Regions from separate parts of the Mus musculus genome. Here all the other regions are linked to region 3. A link is a contact called in public Hi-C, HiChIP or PLAC-seq and promoter capture Hi-C data. All regions are on one chromosome and are shown on one strand. The core of a region is the stretch at or near the end of the contact, and the rest is flanking DNA. Distances in the headings are between cores, read along the strand shown. Region 1 holds the start of Ube2g2 (ubiquitin-conjugating enzyme E2G 2). Region 2 holds the start of Dip2a (disco interacting protein 2 homolog A). Region 3 holds the start of Slc19a1 (solute carrier family 19 (folate transporter), member 1). Region 4 overlaps Pcnt (pericentrin (kendrin)). Region 5 holds the start of Cfap410 (cilia and flagella associated protein 410). Region 6 holds the start of Prmt2 (protein arginine N-methyltransferase 2). Region 7 holds the start of Lrrc3 (leucine rich repeat containing 3).

Region 1 (2,951 bases), core at 309-2,808, 590 kb after region 3:
TGGCTCCAAGGCGGCAGCAGTGTGTGACAGCTGCTTACTCACCGGGTAGCTGACTGGGAAGCAGAGAGAACTAGAAACTAAGCTAATCCTAATCTCAAAATTCACCCCTATCCAGCTAGTGGAGGTTCCACCCTGACCAGCAAACATGTGGGCACGACTCACATTCAAACTGTCGCAGGGAATCGGGGCTGCCACATCATTTGGATGTGTTAGACTAACTTATGCTTCTACAGGCAACAGCAGGAGGAGCAGTGTGTCCTCGAGGCCTCCTTTTGACTTGTGGGTGGGGCATGCTTGGGAGGGTTATGCGTGTGGGATTTTTTTTTTTTTTAACCTTACATGTAATTGGAGTAGCATCCTAATATTTTTTTTCTTTCTCAAGATAGGGTTTCTCTGTGTAGCCCTGGCTGTCCTGGAACTCACTCAGTTGACCAGGCTGGTCTCGAACTCAGAAATCGGCCTGCCTCTGCCTCCCAAGTGCTGGGATTAAAGGTGTGCACCACCACTGCCTGGCTCTAATATATTTTTTTAAAAGATTTATTTATTGTATGTAAGTACACTGTAGCTGTCTTCAGACACCAGAAGAGGGAATTAGATCTCGTGACAAATGGTTGTGAGCCACCATGTGGTTGTTGGGATTTGAACTCAGGACCTCCAGAAGAGCAGTCAGTGCTCTTAACCGCTGAGCCATCTCTTCAGCCCCCTTAATATTCTTTTTTAAAACGACAAATGTGATGAATCTAATGCCTCAAATCTTTTGAGTTCAGCTTCTTATACTCAGGGTCCCAGCAGGAACTTTCTCTTTGTCCCTACACCTAGTCCTGAAAGCCCCTTTTTTCGGAGAGCCACGTCCCGAGCTGTATCCCTCATGTCCACTTAGCGAAGGCAGTGGTGCACCTAAGAAAATACCAAGCATCTATCTGGCAGTTCCGTATGATGAGGAAGTACAGCTTACTTGGCAGAGTCTGAGTTTTTTTGGCCAGAGAGGATGGGATATGGCCCGGGAACTTTATCCTTCCTTTGTGAAACCAAGGTACTCTTTCTCTTGCTAGAAGTGTCATCTCAAATCACCTGGGCCTCAAAAACCAGGTGTAGTGGCACTTGGGAGACAGAGGTAGGCAGGTGGCATCTCTGTGAATTCGAGGCCGGCCTGGGCTAAATAATGAGTTCTAGGACATTCATGCCTACAAGGGGAAAGTTTCACGATCTGGACAGCCACTTCTGAGGGGCGAGCCCAAGCGCAAGGACATGAGTCTCATTCAGGAACAATCCATGATGAGCCATTAGCTCTCGCACTATTTTTCAAGACTAAAGGGCCGCAGGGCGAGCTGCGCAAAGCCTCACGGCGGCGTAGGAAACCTTCAATGCTGAGGGTGTGGCCGGCCGAGAAGATTCTGGAAGCCGAGCTCCGTCGACCCGGGCCATTACCCGGGGAGCGCGAGGCGAACCCCAGCGAGCCTGTCTGAAGCACCCGGGTGCGCCACGTCACCCGCGCGCGCCCCGGATGCATTTGCGCCCGGAGCCCGCGACCCGGAAGCAGTCGTGGGCGTCGGAGCGGGCGGGCGGGACCGGCGCGGATGTGGCGAGGCTGCTGAACGCAGGTTCCGCGGTATGGCGGGGACGGCGTTGAAGAGGCTGATGGCCGAGTATAAGCGTGAGTCAGGCGGCGCCGCCTTCCTGTCCTCTTCCCCATAGTCGCCCGCGGCGTGGCCCGGCATGGCTCGGCTCGGTGCGGTGCGGTGCGGGGGTACTGGGCCGGGCTGCGAGATTCCGCGTGCGGATAAAAGGCCAGGCTGTCGCCGTCACCTGCGCACCCCAGCCAGCGGCAGCGGGGCTGGCCCTGGGCTCAGAAGCCGGCCGGGGCAGCGCCGCCGTGGCCCTGCCACCCGGGTCTGGTCCCTAAGCCCCTGTGTGCTGCGCATCTGCCCTCCCGACAGTTGATGCTGCGGGGCGAGTACCGGGTAATCCCCGTAAGGTGGTCGAGCCGTCGAGGGGAGTTGGGGGAGAAAGTTAAAAATAAACAAGATAACGCCTCAAACCCCCGGCCACGCCGCAGGTGCGAGTTGCTGGGGAAAACCAAAGTTTCTCGGACACGGGCTCCGGACAGTTTCCTTGGATCCGGATCTGTTTTTCTCTCTGTTTTACTTTTTCAGCTCTGTGTCTAGATTGAGACACATCCCCTTTATCTAAAAAAGAGGGAACAGCATTTAAGCTCCGGGACAGGGGTTTAAGTTTTGACCACTTCTACCCAAGGGTATTCACATTAGAGAAAAACTTATCCGCCACAAAAAGCCTCTACTCGTACGTCAGACAAAACGTATTGTCACTTAATTTGAAGTTAAGGTTGTGAATCATCTCCGTGTGAGAGAGAGAAGGAATTTGGTTAAAGAGGGAACTCTAAAATAGGAAGGCTGGCGAGGGGCTCAGGGGGTTCACAGAGGAGAAGGACTCCACCTGCTGTGGCTTCTTGGAAGAGGAAAAAAAAGGGCAGGGAGCTAAGGGTGGCCCCAGGCTGACAGCTAGTCTGGGACCAGTGTTACAGCCATACGGAACTGAGTTGTGCCAGCGACTTGAATGGACTTGGGTTGCAGCCCTGAAACAACCAGCTGTCTCGGCTGGGCCCAAGCCCACATGGAAACCATGAGGTCATCAATGGATATTGTTTAAGCCTGTGGCAGCAGTGATGGAAATGCATCCAGCAGTACAAAGCACGAGGAGCGAGGGAGGGAGGGAGGTTTTTTCCGTGTCCTTGTGAATTCAATAAAAGTCCCACTGAGTGTTTTTCTTCCTTTATGGTATAAAAGGTTTGTCCTCTGTTTAAGACCATGTACTCTAGTATTAGGTAGATTCAACAGGAACATCCAGGTTGAATTAGAACATCCGAGGTTGGGCTAGAGCGAAGGTGTTCTTGCATACCTGATTGTACTGTAGATTTAGAGGCGATATGACCT
Region 2 (2,787 bases), core at 262-2,761, 690 kb before region 3:
GGAGCAATCTGCAACAACATATTTGATATGCAAAAGCCAAACTACAACTATGCGATTTCCCCTGGGGAGTCATATCAAATCCAGTACAATAGACCTTTTTTCTCAGAATCATTCCCAACCACGCCTCCAAAGAGAATCAAGGATTTTCAAAACGGAGCTGGAGAGATGGCTCAGTGGTTAAGCGCACTGGCCGTTCTTCCAGAAGACCTGGGTTCAAGTCACAGCACCAACATGAATCTAGGACCCAATTCTGGCCTCCAGGGAACACCAGGCACGCATAAGATATACAGACAAACATGCAGGGGAAATGCATATATTTAAAAAGAAAAAGAGAATTCTCAAAAACTCACTAAACCTACCACAGCAAAGCTTAACAATCTAAATGGGGTGGGGTGGGGGGGTGATGGATTCTAACAAGTTCTAATTGCATTTAAGTCTCAAAAGCAGAGTTAACAAGCACAGATGCTTTTCCACCAGGGTTGGAGGTCAGTTTATGGAGAACAGAACTCTTTTCCCAGGCGTCCAAATTGAGGGCGCCACTCCCATCTCTGGAGTTCTATTATTTCCCTAGTCTGTTTCTAACAACCACTTATTTGACTTTTTAACTTTTTAAAAATCCTCACCTAGAGAGGGCTGTCGGGTTGGCCCGGCGAGCACTTGCCCTCTAATCTGACAACCTGAGTTCATTCCCAGAACTCACAAGGTGGAAGGAGAGCACCAGCTCCCAGCTCCGTGCAAGCTGACCTCTGACCTCCCCACGCAGGCACCGTGACCCTTGCCTGTCCCCCACCTCCTCCCCCAGTGTAATTGTATCAAAATTCCGTAAAGGAATAAACCTTTTAAGTGTTAAACACGTTTTACATGTTTATAGGTTAATGCACTTCAGCCTCATAATCCACAAGGCGCAAGTGTACTTTTGCTTCGTTTTCTAGATGAGGAAACTGAGGCTCACGAGGCAGTCTGAGGTTCCAGGGGTGGGGCTCGGCTTCTGCATCCCGGGCTTCCTGCTGGCCGACAGGCTGCAGGGCACACGCTGGAAGCCCGGACCTGGACCGTGGCCTTGACGGTCGGGCAGCAAGAGTGCGCCTAGGCCCACCTCCCAAGCCAGTCCCTCCCGGTGTCCTTCGGAGGCCGGGCACCCGCCAGTCTGCAGAAGCTGGCGGGCTCTCCGGCGAGCGGCCCAGACAGGGATGCCGAGGAGAGGCCGGCGGGGATCCCGTATGAGGGTACCCGCAGGTTCCGGGGGTGACGCTCCCGGAGGTCCCTGGGCGGGGTCTCGGGCGAGGGTCCCTGGCGGGGTGGGGGGTGGGGGGAACCCGCGGCTCACCTTCGGACAGCTCCAGCTCCAGCTCCGCCAGGCTCTCGAGCACCTCGGCGGGCAGCGGCGCCGCCTCCAGAGGGCATCCGCGGTCGGCCATGGCCGGTGGCTCAGGCGTTCCCCCAACCGGGGCCTGCAGACCCGCAGCGGCCGCCCGCAGCCGGCAGCGGGCGGGGCGCGGCCGGGGCTGCTTCGCAGGGGCGCGGGCACGGGCGCGAGCGCGGCTGGCTCCGGCTCCGGGAGCGCGCTGGGGACGCGCGTGCGCGGCTGAGGGGCGGGGCAACGCTTGCGCGGGTACGCCGGGCCGGCCCCGCCCAGCAACTTTAAAGGCTCGGTTCCATTGGCCAATAAGACACGCCGGAGCAGCCCGGAGCTTTACTCCGCTTCGGGGTGCGAGAGGAGCGGCGGGCGGGAGAGCTGGACAGAGGCGCCTCGGGAGACGTGCGACCCCACCGAACGGACTTCAATGTCGCCCAGGTGACCCTCCTCCGGGATCCCCACCTTCTTCTTCCTCAGGAGCCCTGCTGGCACGCTTAATTCTGTCCGCGTTCCTGCTATGGTATCAGCTAACTCTGGCGGGTTTTCTGCCGCCCTTAAAGTGTGTTTGCTTATTCCCTTTCACAATAACCCTGGAAGCACTCTGACATTGACCAAGAAGGAGCTCTGGCAGTGTCTCAGTCCTTGAGATGTCCTTGGGGCATGGAAGCATAGATCTGACATGTTGGAAACCTTAGTGGGATTTTTGAAGGAGCTATTCTCAGAGTGGCGGTATATATACACATATACGTATAAACATGTATATACATACATACATACATACTTACATACATATATATACACACACACACACGCACACACACACAATTTTATTTCTACTACTCATTAGCCACCCTCTTGCCACTGTCTACATATATTAAAAATCCCAGGTAGGCAACAAAAAAGACCATTTTGGAGGCTTTCAGTGAGCCTAATATTACATCCACAAGGAACAGCATAGGAAGGTGTCCCCAACTGATTTTAAAACATCTGATTTGAGCTGACTAATCTGGTTATACAGGCAGGAGGTGTGGTATGCAAACGAGGGACTATTTATTTCCGCAGGTCACAGGTTTATATAGGAAGCAGTCACAAGCTTTGCATGAAAGCTGGTCAACACTTCTCACGTTTCTCTGATCAATGGTTTCTTCTAAGGAAGTGTTCCCTGTCCTCTTGAATGAATAATAGCTGCCGAAAGTTTACTGGTCGAGAAAAAAAAAAGCATCTGGGCTTCGCCTTTCGAGGCGGGTGCACTGTCTGGAGTGGGTGTGGCCAGAGCAAGGTTTCCTGGACCAGGTCTCCTGGATTCAATTGTAGTAGATTAGCTTGCTGCTGGAGTATTTTCACATTGACTGTAAAGTACGGAAAACAGCCAGACTTGAAGGCATTCCAGCAGGTTGCTGGGGAAGGAGCTGCTTAGCTGACAGTCCCTC
Region 3 (2,777 bases), core at 224-2,723:
TCCCAGGCAGGAGGTGGGGGTAGCAGCCAGCCCCAAGAGCGCATGCATGCCTGCTGCCAACTTGTAGAGAGGAGCCAGTGCGTTTTCCAAACGTGCCATGAGGCCCGCCATTGCTTTCCACATCTCTGGCCAGAGAAGCACTCTAGCTTCCTGATTCCCTTGTATAGCAACTAGGTGGCCAGCACCTTTGCATGTACCAAGAAGGCCCAAGTCCAGAGGGGTGTGGCCCCCATGGGCTGGGGAGGAGCCGTGCTGGTGTGGAGACTGGGTTCTCACACCTGGGACCCCATTCGTATAGATGACCATACCTATAGTCTAACCTCCCGGCACCCCACCACCTTGGGAATCTATTAAACCAGAGTTGCTGGTCGGCCATTCCTCTTTGGACCCATGCCCCTCTCCATTCGTTCTACTTTGCTGCCCTCGCAAGTACTCCGCCAAAACCCATCAGGAGGAAAGAGGCTGGTTTCAGGGAGCCCCGCCCTCTCCCAACCCACCTCAGGCTGCTAGCAGCCTCCACCTGCTGAGCATCAGCTGAACATCCCTGCTGGGGTGAGAGTTTGAAAGATTGGGGGATTGGTGGTGAAGGAGGGTGGGGTGGGGCCTAAAACGCTTAGGCCAGACTTCTGTCCCTGTTAACAGTCAAGTAGGTTGATACAAGGTGAGTAAGGTTTTGTGTGTGTGTGTGTGTGTGTGTGTGTGTGTGTGTGTGTGTGTAGGGGGTCTCCATGCATAGCTCAGCGCAATCCGTCGGTGCCCTTGGAACCTAAAGACGCTGATACCCAAACGAAGGGCGTGCACAGCTGGTGCAGTCTATATCTAGCGGTCAATGCCTTGGTGCCTGGAATGCTTTAGCAGGTGGTCGCGGGGCGCTCGTCTCAAGAGGAGCCGGACAGAGCCAGCGCAGACTTCTGCAGGCCAGCAGGGGTCAGGGGCGGACCCGGGGAGGGGCCTTGCTTGGTCTTAGGCCGGGCGGTCACCTCTGTGCTCGATCAGATCAAGCAATCTGCTGTGAGCTGAGACCCGGTCAAGCGCTGGACGGGTAGGGGGCTCGTAAAGGGGCTCAGGCGGGCTGCGGGGCCCAGGGGTTGGGTGAAGAGGAGACGGGATGGAAGGGGGCGGGGAAGAAGGGACTTATTGGAGAGGCGGACAGAGAGGGTCGGCTTGAGGAGGAAGCACAGGAGCCCGAACACTGGGCGAGCGTACTGAAGGGGGCCTGGAGTCTAGAGATGTAGGTTCTTAGGGCACAGGCTAGCAGACGCGCCACCGGTCGTCCGCTCCTCAGGGAACCACAAGACCCACCCGGTAGTAAATCTCCAAGTGTAGAGGGCGCGTGCATGAACCCCCTGTGGAAGTAGCTGCGGGTGTAGCCAGGTGTTTGCCCCGCCTCCTGGAAGTTCTGCGGCTGCGCCTCCTGTCTACCACGCTGGCCACTCCTTCGGGGCGTGGTCAGTCAGGTAACCACGCCTCTCCATGCGGCCCTTGAGCCTACGCGCGGGTTTTTGGGTGTTGTAGTCTGCGTGTGCGCGTTGAATCAGCCACAGGCCTGTGGGACGCAGAGCTAGGAATCCATTCTATGCGTGCCTGGGGAGCCACGGGGTAGTGCAAGGTACGGTTCTGTTCCTTCCGGTGTCCTGAAGACGAAAGCGGGCTGAATTCTCCACTACAGAGGACCGCGGAGTCCTTGGCGCGACTACAAAGCTCCAGGCAGGGTTTGTAGCGTGCGGAAGGCGCATGCGGGGTCTGCTGGGTGGAAGACAAGCAGAAGTCTTTGGGATGCATAGGGGCAGTAGGATAGGTGTGGGACACGGGCTAGTATCTGTGGGGTGTCAGGGTCCTTCTGTGAATACAGAGTATAGGTGAGGACCTCAGCGTTACGAGCCTCGGGGCAAGAGTCTGAGTGCTGGCCCGCATCCTGGGCTCATGGTTGCAGAACCGTCGGGAGGATAAATCCCCAGGCTGCCTAGTGGGACCTTTGAGCGCCATTTCTCTCCTTGTCATTCCTCTGGAACGGAGTTCTTTTGCTTTCAAAGTATCTTCCTCAGGTCAGGAATCACCACGTGCGCCTGCCCCAGCGACTTTAGAGCACGTGTTGCCTGCAAGGAAACCCCACTGCCCACGCCCTGGACGTGGCGCGCCTCCAAGGCTCATTGTTTAGCTCAGAGGTTGTAGGCACCCTGACAACTGTTAACAACTTCCCTTTGGAACAGGTGGAATCTGCAGCTTGTACAGGCTGCCTGTAGTAGCCAGTCTTTTCTGTACTTCCAGCATCTCTGTGACAGGGATACTAGACTTGGCTAATAGCCTAGGAATAAACCATATTGACGTGACTCCTCACCCGGTGAGTGTTCCCATCCTAACTTCCCTGTCTTCACGATGTTGGTCGGAACCTCAGGGGGCTAGAAGATGTTTGTGGGCCTTCTCTCAGTGGAGAGGATAGACTAAATCCTTAGACTTGCTTGCCTGACTGTTAAGAAGTAGCCTCCTCCCAGTGAGACTCAAGGACTCCGGGAGCTGCTCAGATGGACTCAGCAGGGCACAGAGCCTCTGACTTTGCAGAGCCTGACACATTCTCCGGGCTAGGGAGCCGGATGTGTGCCTTCCAACAAGGCACTGGGGCTGAGGAAAGAGATTGATTCTGGGCATTTGAGCCAGTGGCAAAGATACAGTCAACACTCAGCCACCACAATGGGAGAAGGGCATTGGCGTTTGTTTTCCCCCCTTCCTTAATTAAAAGGAACCTTCCTGTTTCAAGATAAAAAGAAAGTGGGCCTTGG
Region 4 (2,700 bases), core at 2-2,501, 590 kb before region 3:
ATGGGATGGGGATGGGGCCCGAGATCCTAAAATGAAAAGCATAATAAATCAAGTTACAAAATGGTGACTAGAAGCCCGGCGTGGTGGCACATGCCTTTAATCCCAGCACTCGGGAGGCAGAGGCAGGCGAATTTCTGAGTTCGAGGCCAGCCTGGTCTTCCAGGACAGCCAGGGCTATAGAGAAACCCTGTCTCAAAAAACCAGAAAAAAAAAAAAAAAAAAAAAAACTATCTGCAGTTGGCCAAGTCACAGCCCTGCCAGAGCACGAGGCAAATCACAGTCAGCTACTGCAGACAATCTGAAGCAGCCCCGTATCCCACACTTGGGATTAAAATCAAAACATTCTTACAACATTTCTGTGTTTATAATGAAACCAAAATTCTCACTACAACTATACATTATGAGCTTCTCCTCAGAGAGCCTGAGGAGACACACAAAACAGCAGCACAGCCAGCCAGCTAAGCAGGGGCCGGTTGGCATGGCCTCTCGTTTCTCGACCACTGAGAGATGCTAAGGGGAAATTACAGTGAATGGCAGCTAACAGCCAAGCCAGGCCCACAGAACACAGAGCAGAGAAGGTAAGCCGGGCACAAGCATGCACCCCTAGAGAGCTCCAGCTTGCCAGAACACAAGGAGGCAGGCACCAAAGTAACGTCCGGCATCTTTCAAGAGAAACAAAATCCCGAATTTGCAGGTAGATCTCCCATCTGGTACACTGACAACGATCATATTTTCTTCTCAGATAGGGTAGTCAAGACATACCATTACTTTCAGTGAAATTTTGCCCTTGAAATTCTTTTCTGGTTAAGATAAATTTCAGTTTCCTGACCACAGCTGCACATATCAAGGGCCCTCAAGATTTCAAGGCCTTATTTACAATCCGCACAAGAGTTCCGGGAAAGTCCAATTAGGAGTAGTCTACAGGGCTGGAGAAATGGCTCAGTGGTTAAGAGCACTGACTGCTCTTCTAGAGGTCCCGAGTTCAATTCCCAGCAACCCAGGCTCACAGGGATCCGATGCTCTTTTCTACTGTGTCTGAAGAGAGTGACAGTGTACTCATATATAAGATAAGCAAGAAAGTCATTTAAAAAAAAAAGAGTAGTCTGCAGGGTCAGGAAGGTGAGGGAGTCACTGGTGGGGCACAGGGGGTGGGGTGCTCCCACTATTCATAGAACTAAGCAGCCAGAGACCAGCTCTTTCCAACACACACAGTTTTTGCCACACCTTCTCCCTTCCCCAATCACACCGGTGCATTCAAAAGCAGACGAAGGAATGTCAAACAGAATGCACCACACCCACAGCACTCTCAGTCCCCTTACCAAAGCACCAAACTGACATTCCTCTTTTACACAACTGCCCGGAAACTCTTCAAACATCATATTAAAGAAAAAACCCCAGGCTTGTGGATAAAGCAGCTGCCACACAAACCAAGCAAGCATCTTAGGTTCAATTCCCAGAAGTTACACAATGGTGGAAGGAGAGGACTTTCTCCACAAAGTCATCAAAGTCCACAGGAGCGCCAGGACACACACAGTAAGAAACAAAGTCAGCTGTAAGGAGGAGCCATCTATTCACGGGAAACCCATCTACTCACCTTTTAAAACGAAAATCCCTCTCTCCCCGTTTTTTGAAAGGCGAAATCAGAAGGTCCCTTTTAGTACATTACTACGGCAACAAAAAGCTAGACAACACGTTAATGTAATGATACGGAAGTCTACCTGAGCTGCAGATGCCCCTCTGGTCCCCTCCAGGGTGTTGCTGCATGATGGGCTTTCAAAGACCGCCCCTCCTTGGGGGAGCTCGCTGTTGGGAGTGGCTACCGAACCCTCCTCCTGGACAGACGCATGGACAGCCGAACCCTTCCTCTTCGCCGTCTTTTTCTTCGAATTCGGACAGTCACCTTTTGTTTTTCTCTGTCGGAAGTTAGCAAGCTGCGGAAAAATTGAGAGCAGTAGTAGAAGCAGAGGTAAACCAGGAAGAAGTAACAAAACCACAAGGTCACCACACTTGTGGGGAGCATGAGGTCCGCGCTAGCGCCAACCACTCAGCCGCACGGGGGCGAGCGACCGCTTTCCCAGAAAACACTGCCTTCACTGACATCGATGCCCTTGGCATGAAGCTCAAAAATGACACGGAGTCTACAAATGGCTATTAATGATGCCTACAAGCAGGCAAAAAGAAAGCAATATGGCTGGGTGAAAGATTGGCTGTTCTAAGCCTTGGATAGTTTACAACAGATTTAAAATGCATCGATTTAACACACTGAGAGCTTAATTAAGTCTATATTCAAGTCTTAAAACTATGACATGAAGCTAGATCATCCCCTTCTTGCCCCCATTCGTCCCTAATGGAAGCAATCCATCGCCCAGCCAAAACTTCTTAGCCATAGACTCTGAGACGAGGTACAGAAATAGCAAAAACTTAATTAAGCCAGGTCAATCTAGCATCTTCCTTTGCAGAATCTTGATGCTCTACTTCTGACACAGCGCAGCAAAGCACTAGGGAGCATCCCAGAATGTTGCCTGCCAGTCAGAGGCACAGCGTAGCTCCTTTCTGTCCCTCAGATACAAGGCTTTTTGACTGTATTCACACACAATCTCCTCCTCGTACCCTATTCAAAAAGGCAAGCGCTGGTGTGCCAACGTCTCACTGGGGTGGGGTGGGGGGACATCTATTCCCTCAAATCACAACCAAGGCCAC
Region 5 (2,879 bases), core at 378-2,877, 950 kb after region 3:
CCCATCCGCCTTCAACTCTGACACTTGATACAATGTGATACAATGTAACACAATGTAATACAATTTGATACTACAACTCCACCACAGGTCTCTCCAGGACAAACGGGCAGAGTGGGCAATGCCCACCTCCTGTCAAACACTCCTCAAAGTCTTAGCTCCTTTGCCATCATCCATGTCCTTCTGGCCTCCATTGGAGCGGCCAGCAGACCTCTTTAAACGTGGCTGAACTGAGCCTATAAAATTCTTCCCACCACACTGGTGGCTAAGCTGTATCTCTCAGCTCAGGCCTTATTGTTCCTGATGGTAATGAATGGCCCGCCAGAGGCTAAATCTTCAGCGTCCGCTCTCTTTCCACTGTGGGTTCCAGGGTGCAAACTATGGTTTTTAGGTTTGTGCGTCCAGTACTGTTACCTACTGAACCATTTCACTTGTTTTTGGTAAAGGCAGACCAGGGTGGTCAGACAGACAATAGAGCCCTAGAATACTTCATCAAGGGCAGTTTATTACCTAAAGGGCCTGAAGTACCCAGTGCCTGTCCCGGTGTAATCTGTAGGATAGAAAAAGATATGAAGATTTCAACCTACAATCTTTCGTTTTGTTTTCTTCTGGAGATCTGTTTTCTCCAGAAGAAAACAAAACAAAAATTCATTTGTGATTACTTAAAATGCACACTGACAACCACAGGCACAGTACTGACTTTCAAAAACATAACGTCTATTTTCTATTTGTTTGTTTGTTTGTTTGTTTTTAAGGTTTTTGTTTTGTTCGTTTTGTTTTTCTACATATGAGTGTTATGCTTGCATGTGTGTGCAACCCAAGTGACCTGTCTGGTGCGCAAGGAGGCCAAAAGAGGGGCATTGAGTCCCCTGGAACTAGAGTTACATAAGGTTGTGATCCGGCCATATGAGTGCCCTGGAAAAGCAGCCAGCGCTCTTAACTGTTTCTTCAGTCCCTCCCCAAGCCCCCACTACTCGGCTTTGTCTTTTGAGATAATGTCTGTATGAGCCAGTCTTGCCAGAAACTGGCTCAGGCAATCCTCCTGCCTCAGCCTCTGAGTGCATCAATTACAAGTGTCAGTCATCGTCTGGTTGTGGATTAGCTGTTATGTAACACAAATCCCCGATTTGGGGTCAAGCAGAAATGGGTGAGGGCTCAGTGGTGACCAGGGCCATGGCAGGGATTAGGATCCGGAGCAAGCATGCCAGGAGGGTTTCTGCTGGCATCCACTACGAGGACTCTGTCACCCTTCCCGACTCGACCTTTTCTGTCCTCGATGTCTCCGAGACCAGCCAGGCGTCCCGAGTCCCTCACACACCGGCGCCTTTCTCACCCAAGCCAGCCCATCTCAGACTCTTGCACACTGGAATCCTAAGGGCCGCCCTTCCCGCGCACGCAAACACGGGATGCAGAGACCAGCGGTCCCCAGGCAGCAAAGCCCGGAGCCTCGTGCATGCGCAGGACCGGCGGGCCGCCAAAGGGGCGGGGCGGAATCGCGTATCACGGAAGTCGGGCCGTCCCGCTTCGCCGGCGCGCTTCCGCCCTCTCGCCTGACTGCCAATGGGACCTCAGGCTCCGCCCCTAGAAACGCGGGCCCCGCCCCTGGAGACGCGCCGCTGCGCAGGCCTCTCCCGCTAGCCGAGTGTACAGCGGAGGGCGGCCGGGCCCGCGGCCCTGTGGCCACCATGAAGCTGACACGAAAGATGGTCCTGTCCCGAGCCAAGGCTTCGGAGCTGCACAACGTGCGGAAGCTCAACTGCTGGTGAGGCCGGCCAGGAGCGGGAGGAAGCAGAGGCCGCGCTGAGCGCCTGCTACCCCAGGCTAGCTAGGTTGCAGGCTCACTCTGAGGCCAGTGCTTCAGAGGAGTGCGGCCCTCGCAGGATAACTAGAATTTCCCTCTAGTGTTGCTGAGGGCTTTTCGCTAACCCTCTGTGTCTGTGTCTGGTATCTGAAGACAGAGGTGCTTAGTGGCATGTCTACAGGGAGAGACTGAGGTTGTAAAGTCATGATCCGGTGCTGGAGAGGGTGACCTGGTATGAGTGACAGCCTAGACCTTAGATGCTATTATATGGATGCACTCTAAGTTGCATGGCTGAGTCACACTAATACTGAAAGCCCCGGGCTTCTGGAGGAGTTTGTATCTGGCGTGTGGAAGAGCTACAGGTGTCTCTGGGGACTGGGGTGGGATGCTGTGGCCAGAGCATTTAGCAGTGGCAGAGCAAGTGCAGACCCCTGCTTCTAGTAATGGTCAGTGGGCTACTGGAAAGAGTGAGCTTTGTTAATTAAAAGCCTTTCCCTGCCCTGGCACATCTGGTGTTGGGGCCACAGTCCTCCCTGTCCTGGGTTTTCAATAATGCCTTTCTTTGTCGAGCCAGCGAGCACATCAGGGCTTCCTCTGTGCAAGCAGAAACAACACACATTGCAGGCCCGTGAAGTTTGCTTCAGAAGTTGCATGACCGGCCTTTGAGCTTGGCCTCTTATGAAGATCCCTTTGTTTATGTGTGTGACTGGAAAGAGCTTTCTGCTATGGGAGCCTGAGAGGAGAAAACTGTGTACCCCCATGCACCAAGCAGGGAGTATTGGCAGAAACCAACCTCACCCTTATTTGGGCAACCAGCCTTCCTTACTGTTCCGAATGTAGAATCTTTAGATTTATAGACAATTGCCATTTCTTTGGGGATTTTTAAAATATTTTCATTCAACAAATTAAAGTCTATTTCTTTTCTTCTCCAGGGGCAGCCAGCTCACAGATGTAAGCTCTGCCTTGATTGTATCTTCTTCCGGATGCCCCTTCCCCCAGAAGAATAGCTAAAGTTACAGAACTGTGATCTTCAGCTCAGTGCCGTGTCACTTGCTAGACCTGCACAGAGGAAAACAGAGTC
Region 6 (2,700 bases), core at 9-2,508, 800 kb before region 3:
AGCATCCTCCTGTGAGCCAGGACCTTGAGAGACAAGGAGAGTGACATCACCCCTGTAAGCTGGTACTGTTCCTCTGTATGATCATTACACGTGGCTCTTACGTACCAGAACCGGGATGACCTGTGACTCGCTGCAGGGACCTTCTCCTGGTGCCTCCATAGTTCAATATGATCATGTCTCATAACTGGGGCTTTACTTCAGTTTCTCTCCCATGCCTACTTGAAAGAAGAGAGAGAAGCACAAAGTGTTACACTGCCTGGTCAGTAATCTCATTTCACGGCTACAGTTTACTGTATGTGTTAAGAATGGAACAGGATTGGCGTTTTATCATCACAATTCATTAGAGGGCTTTTTAAATTAAAAAATCCAAATGCTGTGTGCTTCCTTTAATATGCTAGATTTATTCCTCTGAAGTCTCCTTTTTTAAGAGATATTTATGAAGCCTCTTTTTACTTAGAATAAATCAGTATCATTTTTTTTAGGAACACTTAATAGCTTAAACTCAAATTAAAACACCTTGCCCAGTACTTGACCTAACCCACAGGCAGAACTGAAATCCCCATGCCCGACACCCTCCTGTTCTTTAATTCTATTTTTTTACCCCCAGGGGCAATGTAACCCTAACTGGCTCTGAGATTACATCGATTCTTTGTTTAAACGCCTGTTGTGCGTCCAGATCTGGACTTCATACTTACTTCGTAATAATTAGAATCACAAATTATTTACAATTATATTTTCAGTGAAAAGCCTGGGAGGGTGCCCGGAGGAAGAAAGACAATGAATTGGAGGGTTCTCCAGGCCAAGCAGATGAGGCCATAGAGGCCAAGAATATAGAGGCATGGGGGATGTGGCTCGGGATACAGAAGGCAGGTGGGCGTGGTCCTGGAAGGGCGTGGCTCTAAGAGCCAGCGGAGGTGCGCAGGGGGAATTGAGAGGTGCAGCGAAAGGAGAGCGAAGAGGGCGGACGGTGCTGAGAAAAGGGGAGGGGGTAGCTGGAATAGAACCTTCGAGAGGGCACTCTAAAGCCTCCAGAGGGGGCGGAGGCCTCAGTGCGCTGGAGACATGCACAGGGAAGACCTTTTGCCTAGCTTGCCCTGCCTCACTTGCGATCCAGATGTCTAAGCTGTCCATTAAGAAACCTACCTCAGCCGCGTTTCTCCGCTGAATTCTAGGCTATACCAGAAAGGAACAGACGATGCCCACCCGAAGCCTGAGCCGCCGCCCTGGACCTGCGCAAGCGCGGAGCACTCCAGCTGGCCGAAGAGCACGCCCCGCCCAGGCCTGGGTGTCCTGCGCAAGCGCAGTGTGTATAAACTCGGTGCTGGTAGCTGTAGATAGTCTTGAGACAGGGGTTTTCTCTAAGAGCTTGTCACTCAGCGCAAGCGCATTTTCTGTCCCTGCTTCCGGCCGGTCGCATTGGGCCTTAAGGCTGCAAGACGCAGGTGAGAAAGTGTAAGGATCGACTTACCGGGAGATCTGTGGGAAGACTGGACTCCGGGTTGGAGGCCACAGGTGGTGTAGACCGCGCCCCCAGCGGATTCGAACCGAGGCAACAATTGGCAGGCTGAAGCAGGAGTGCGTACTAGCGCTGTCCTGAGTGTACCTGGGACTGCCGGTGTGTTTGATGCCCTTCTCCGAATGCTTAATAACCTAGTTTTGATCTGAATCAGCTTCTGCAGAATGGGACCCCCCTACAGTATCTTGGACTAAGTTTTGATCGTGGAACCAACATAGCTACTGAGACACGAAACACACCAGAGACCCCAAGTCCTGAAGATCCTGTGCTGAAGGGGTTGGGGGCGGAGGAGCAATGACACTGACATCAGGTGACCCTAAGCAAGGTTTCTTAAGCTTTCTCCACTAGCAATCCCATCCTACTCAGAAAGTTTTTCAGCGACTCTAGGTATCTAAAATAGGCATACGAATCAAACATTTACTGATAAGTGAATCAGAAAAGAATTTATTGTAAAACTCGGCATACACACAATTTTACCACTGACTAGAGACAAAAGCAGATTTGCATACTAATTAGGTGGATGCGTTTGTCCAATATAATCTAGACACTCTAATACATGCTGAGGAATGATAGGGAAATATTAAAATTCTTTGTTTTCTATAATTAAACCATCATGCTTCGGTTCGTGCAGTAGAAACACCACAGCTCATAACATAATCAATCATTCCAAACCTGCTGTGAGGCATCTCAGGGCTTGCAAGGCTTGTGCAAACCACACCTGTTGTGCCTTCAGTCCATCGGTTCAGTGGAGTCGCACAATGAACTGCAGCCAAGGGATGGGTCTGTCTGTGTGAGGACCTGGTCCTTTTTTTAAATCTGCCCAGTTTTCCATTTCCACCAGATGAAGAGGGCTGAAGCTCTGAGCCAGGATGCCACAGGTTGAAAAGAGTTTCCCACAATCTTCCAAGGCAGAAAAAACTGTCCTCAGAGCCCCCAGTGTGGCAGGCCTGAGACCTATTCTTGAAAGCCTGCTGGTGCCACGAAGCTCAGGCTCCAGGCACTAGGATCCACCCTTGCTAACCTAACATAGGAAAGGGTACCTGTGGTGGCTGAATAAAGAATGTGGCTTTGTAAGGGCTGGAGGTGGCTTAGCAGTTAAGAGCAGTTACTGTTTTTGTAGAAGACCCAAGTTTGGTTCCCAGCACCTATGTTAGGTTGCTCACAAACCACCTGTAACTTCCAGC
Region 7 (3,029 bases), core at 84-2,583, 870 kb after region 3:
AGGGCGTCCTTTGGAATTCTTCGGATGCGATTGTGGGATAAGTCCAGCAGCCGCAGGCCCCCAGCCAGACCTGAGAAGGCTGCTGGCCCAATGGCCTCAATGGCATTATGGGACAGGTCCAGCTCCCTCAGCTGAGGCAGGTGTTGGAAGGCTCCATTGGGGACTCGGGAGATTCTGTTGGCGTCTAGTTTCAGAAGCACCGTGTCGGCTGGGATGTCCCTAGGGATCTCCTGCAGCCCTCTTGAGCTGCAATGGACAGCCACGGCCCCAGCATGGTCAGGGCACTGGCAGGCCTGTGGGCAGGAGGCACCTAACCGTAAGCAGAAGAGGATGAAGAAGCAAGACCCCTGGGAGGGGGCCAGTGTGGCTGAGGGGCTCTGCCTGCCCCTGGGGCCCATGTTGCCTCCACCTGACCCAGGTAGCTCTTCTCCACTGGGATGTGCAAGCGACTGTCCTTCCTCACGTTGCAGGCAGTCATCCAACACAAACTCTTGTGTCTTCGCCTGCTGAAGAGCCTAGTGATCTCAGTTCTACAAGAAAAAAAGAGGAAAGGGAGCTGAGGGTGACCGCCACTGCACATTTCAATTCAATTTGGGAGGACGGGATCAGGGAGGAAAGGAATCGTAGGCATATCAGGTTTGAGGCAGGGCTCCGGGCTATCAAACATACCTGCTTTGTAACTTACTCTAGAAGATTCCCAAGGCCACCCAGAGAAGGCACCTCCCAGCTAAGTAAGACATCTAGGGCTGACCGATGGCTGGAGACTGGCCCTAGCTAGGCAGTTACAGAACCCTGTCCTAGCCTCTGGTCACCCACCCATAGCTGGGGACACAAGTCTGGGCGGAGGCCCAAGGATCCATCTCTTCCCCATCCCCCAGCTCTAGGCGCGTGCTGGCGGAGGTCTTCCCTCTCGATCTGTGCGAGCCAGGTCGGGCGGGGCAAGTGGCCGCGTTCACCAGTTTGTCCCCAAGCACTCGGCTACCTGTGACACCTTAAAGATCGCGGTCATCAATAAAGCTCGCCGCGCACCCTGAAGCAGAAGCTTCATGCCTGAGGCGCTGGAGACACCGGAGAGAAAAAGCAGCCCCCTGCGTGCGGCCCGGCTGGGCAGGGAGCGGCAGCAGAGAGCAGGGCGGCAAAGCAGGGACAGTGGAGCTCCGCGGGTGGGAGGCCACGCGGGCGGATGGGGGCTTTACCTGAGCGGCCGCCGCTGCTCAGCGCCTTCCGAGCTTCCCGGAGCCTGACCAGAGTCCTCCCGGCGCCGCGGCGACCCGCCCCGTGCCCACCGAGCGGCCAGTAAAGAAGGGAGGCGGGCAAGCCATGGCGGGAGGGGCGGGGGCCTTTGCTATAGGGGAGGGGCCGGCAAGAGGAGGGGCAGGGTGGGGCTGAGGCCAGAGGGGCGGGGTTTGTGTGTTGGGCGGGGCCTTGAGAGGGTTTTGGGAGGGGAGGAATAGGTGGAGAGGGGCCTTGCGATAAGGACGGCGCCGGTGAAAAGGGGTCCTAGTAAGGGACCTTGGTGTTCTGTGCTTTGGGGGACGGGGCTTAGCATGTTGTGGGTGGGAGGGGCCAGGTAAGGGCGTGGTCTGTGTGCTGAGGGGCGGGGTCTCTAAAGGGCTGTCCCGTGCGAGAGGCGGGGAAGAGGGGCTGGGGAGGGGAGGGTCCTATTTGAGGAGGGCCAAGGCCTTAAGGGGAAGGGTCAGATAGGTGAGGGGCTGGGTAGGGGCTGGGGCCTGCGTAAGAAAGAGCTAAACAGAGTTCATAAAATCCTACGGGGCGAACACCGAGGGGGGAGCCCAAGGAGGGGTGCACAGGGTTATGGGCGAGGTTTATGTGAGGGGCGGGGCCTGATATGTAAACTGCACTGACTGGGGCGGGATGTGGGCGGGGCCTGTAGGGGCGTGGGCGGGTTTAGGTACCGGCTTTCTAGGGCATTGGTAAGGGAAGGGTCCGTGGGCGTGCCACGTGGCCAAGCCCCGCCCTGAGCAGCCCCACCGCATGACTGACGCCCCTCACCCCAAGTCTCAGGTCTAAGGTCACCATAGAAAGGCAAATGGGAGCGTCGACGCAGGACCTGATCCTCAGCCGGGAACCTATCACCACCGGCCTCAGGAGGACCCCAGTCTTCCTTTGTCACCTGTCTTCCTCCGTGGAGTCTGCGTTTCCCACGACTTCCATAAATGGCCTCCTATCATTTTATCTTTCCGCCTCCTTATTTCGTGGTTCACCACGCTGAGTGGCTCCCTAGGTCCACTGTGCCAGTTTCTATACTGTAACCTGTTCGGCTCCGGCTGGGTTTTAATCTGGGACTCTAACGGAAGGGCCATGGGAGCGTTGTGCAGCAGCCTTGGGTGCATACCCTGAATGGCAGTGTCTGGAGCAGGGTAGGCTCCTTATTACACCCCACTGACAACACAGGCACATAGCCAACAGCTCCTGGTGGGCCCGTGGCTCTAACACTCTGGGTGTGGAACGGTGGCTTGAGCTGTAATACGGGTCTGTGTCACTCCAGAGGCTTATGGTGTGTTCTTCTTTGTTTCCTGTCTGCTCCGTTTCTCTGCTTTTCGATGAGTCGTTTGTTTTCTTTAATTTTGAGTTGTGAGAGTTCTCTGGAAACACCCTCCTTATCAGATGCATAATTTGTAAATATTGTTTCTTGGTCTGTGTGAACTGTCTTTCTATTCTCTTGACAGTTTTCCCCACAGTTGGTTTCTTTCTTTCTTCTTCTTCTTCTTTTTTTTTTTTTTTTTTAATTTTGAGAGAATCTAACTCAGCGATCTTCTTTCTCTGGTGGAAAATGATTTTGAGGTATCTTACGTAAGTTGTCTTTGTCTTAGGGAAAAAGCCACAGGGTCTTATGGATGTAACGATCTGCGTTTGAGTCTTGGTTTGGAGTTGATCTGGGTAAGTAATGTGAGACATGGTAAACAGTTCATTCGGTCTGTTGTTGAGAGGAGCATCTCTAGTTGCTGAGAATATATATATATATATATATATATATATATATATTATATATATATATATATATATAG

What was found. Promoter capture Hi-C pulls out the DNA fragments that hold promoters and counts their contacts. A called contact is a pair of places that touch in the nucleus more often than the background predicts. HiChIP or PLAC-seq counts read pairs in DNA pulled down with a chosen protein or histone mark.
Region 1: a contact with region 3 is called in a promoter capture Hi-C map of pre-B cells, with 2.1 times the contacts expected there. The contact joins the promoter of Ube2g2 here to the promoter of Slc19a1 in region 3. A contact is called at or near these places in 1 of 39 promoter capture datasets (pre-B cells) and 1 of 484 Hi-C or Micro-C datasets (the G1E-ER4 cell line).
Region 2: a contact with region 3 is called in a promoter capture Hi-C map of liver, with 4 times the contacts expected there. The contact joins the promoter of Dip2a here to the promoter of Slc19a1 in region 3. A contact is called at or near these places in 8 of 39 promoter capture datasets (HPC-7-derived erythroid cells, cranial neural crest, hematopoietic stem and progenitor cells and 4 more), 1 of 484 Hi-C or Micro-C datasets (reprogramming fibroblasts) and 1 of 115 datasets of contacts at active chromatin or transcription factors (memory CD8 T cells).
Region 4: an H3K27ac HiChIP or PLAC-seq map of embryonic stem cells shows a contact between it and region 3, with 7 times the contacts expected there. The contact joins the enhancer-like site here to the promoter of Slc19a1 in region 3. A contact is called at or near these places in 8 of 39 promoter capture datasets (cranial neural crest, embryonic stem cells, frontonasal cranial neural crest and 4 more), 1 of 484 Hi-C or Micro-C datasets (CD4 T cells), 3 of 115 datasets of contacts at active chromatin or transcription factors (embryonic stem cells and memory CD8 T cells) and 1 of 9 other capture datasets (embryonic stem cells).
Region 5: a Hi-C map of CD4 T cells shows a contact between it and region 3, with 10 times the contacts expected there. The contact joins the promoter of Cfap410 here to the promoter of Slc19a1 in region 3. A contact is called at or near these places in 1 of 39 promoter capture datasets (pre-B cells) and 1 of 484 Hi-C or Micro-C datasets (CD4 T cells).
Region 6: a contact with region 3 is called in a promoter capture Hi-C map of hematopoietic stem and progenitor cells, with 3 times the contacts expected there. The contact joins the promoter of Prmt2 here to the promoter of Slc19a1 in region 3. A contact is called at or near these places in 8 of 39 promoter capture datasets (the 3T3-L1 cell line, hematopoietic stem and progenitor cells, hippocampal neurons and 4 more), 2 of 484 Hi-C or Micro-C datasets (CD4 T cells and CD8 T cells), 1 of 115 datasets of contacts at active chromatin or transcription factors (astrocytes) and 1 of 9 other capture datasets (embryonic stem cells).
Region 7: a contact with region 3 is called in a promoter capture Hi-C map of liver, with 3 times the contacts expected there. The contact joins the promoter of Lrrc3 here to the promoter of Slc19a1 in region 3. A contact is called at or near these places in 3 of 39 promoter capture datasets (liver and pre-B cells), 1 of 484 Hi-C or Micro-C datasets (embryonic stem cells) and 1 of 115 datasets of contacts at active chromatin or transcription factors (microglia).

Annotation. Positions count from the first base shown.
Region 1 is chr10:77,620,763-77,623,713 of GRCm38.p6, forward strand. It overlaps Ube2g2 (ubiquitin-conjugating enzyme E2G 2), which reads left to right and starts at 1,559. Exons shown (of 6, transcript NM_019803.3): 1 at 1,559-1,654. The coding sequence starts at 1,612.
Region 2 is chr10:76,343,780-76,346,566 of GRCm38.p6, forward strand. Dip2a (disco interacting protein 2 homolog A) reads right to left here and starts at 1,512. Exons shown (of 38, transcript NM_001081419.2): 1 at 1,328-1,512. The coding sequence starts at 1,418. It overlaps Gm40699 (a long non-coding RNA gene), which reads left to right and starts at 1,516. Exons shown (of 2, transcript XR_871838.2): 1 at 1,516-1,795.
Region 3 is chr10:77,031,739-77,034,515 of GRCm38.p6, forward strand. It overlaps Slc19a1 (solute carrier family 19 (folate transporter), member 1), which reads left to right and starts at 1,474. Exons shown (of 6, transcript NM_031196.3): 1 at 1,474-1,609.
Region 4 is chr10:76,438,425-76,441,124 of GRCm38.p6, forward strand. It overlaps Pcnt (pericentrin (kendrin)), which reads right to left. Exons shown (of 42, transcript NM_008787.3): 2 at 1,719-1,931. Among named protein-coding and RNA genes, the nearest start is that of Pcnt, 3.1 kb to the right of the region's middle. Within about 2 kb of position 1,252, at least 9 of the 459 cell types and tissues checked have an H3K27ac peak or open chromatin away from gene starts, as enhancers often do. A contact at or near this core is called in embryonic stem cells, where this site is marked.
Region 5 is chr10:77,977,023-77,979,901 of GRCm38.p6, forward strand. It overlaps Cfap410 (cilia and flagella associated protein 410), which reads left to right and starts at 1,628. Exons shown (of 7, transcript NM_026431.2): 1 at 1,628-1,759; 2 at 2,731-2,749. The coding sequence starts at 1,683.
Region 6 is chr10:76,236,607-76,239,306 of GRCm38.p6, forward strand. It overlaps Prmt2 (protein arginine N-methyltransferase 2), which reads right to left and starts at 1,259. Exons shown (of 11, transcript NM_133182.3): 1 at 1,144-1,259; 2 at 106-215. The coding sequence starts at 159.
Region 7 is chr10:77,901,203-77,904,231 of GRCm38.p6, forward strand. Lrrc3 (leucine rich repeat containing 3) reads right to left here and starts at 1,334. Exons shown (of 2, transcript NM_145152.4): 1 at 1,197-1,334; 2 at 1-530. The coding sequence starts at 398.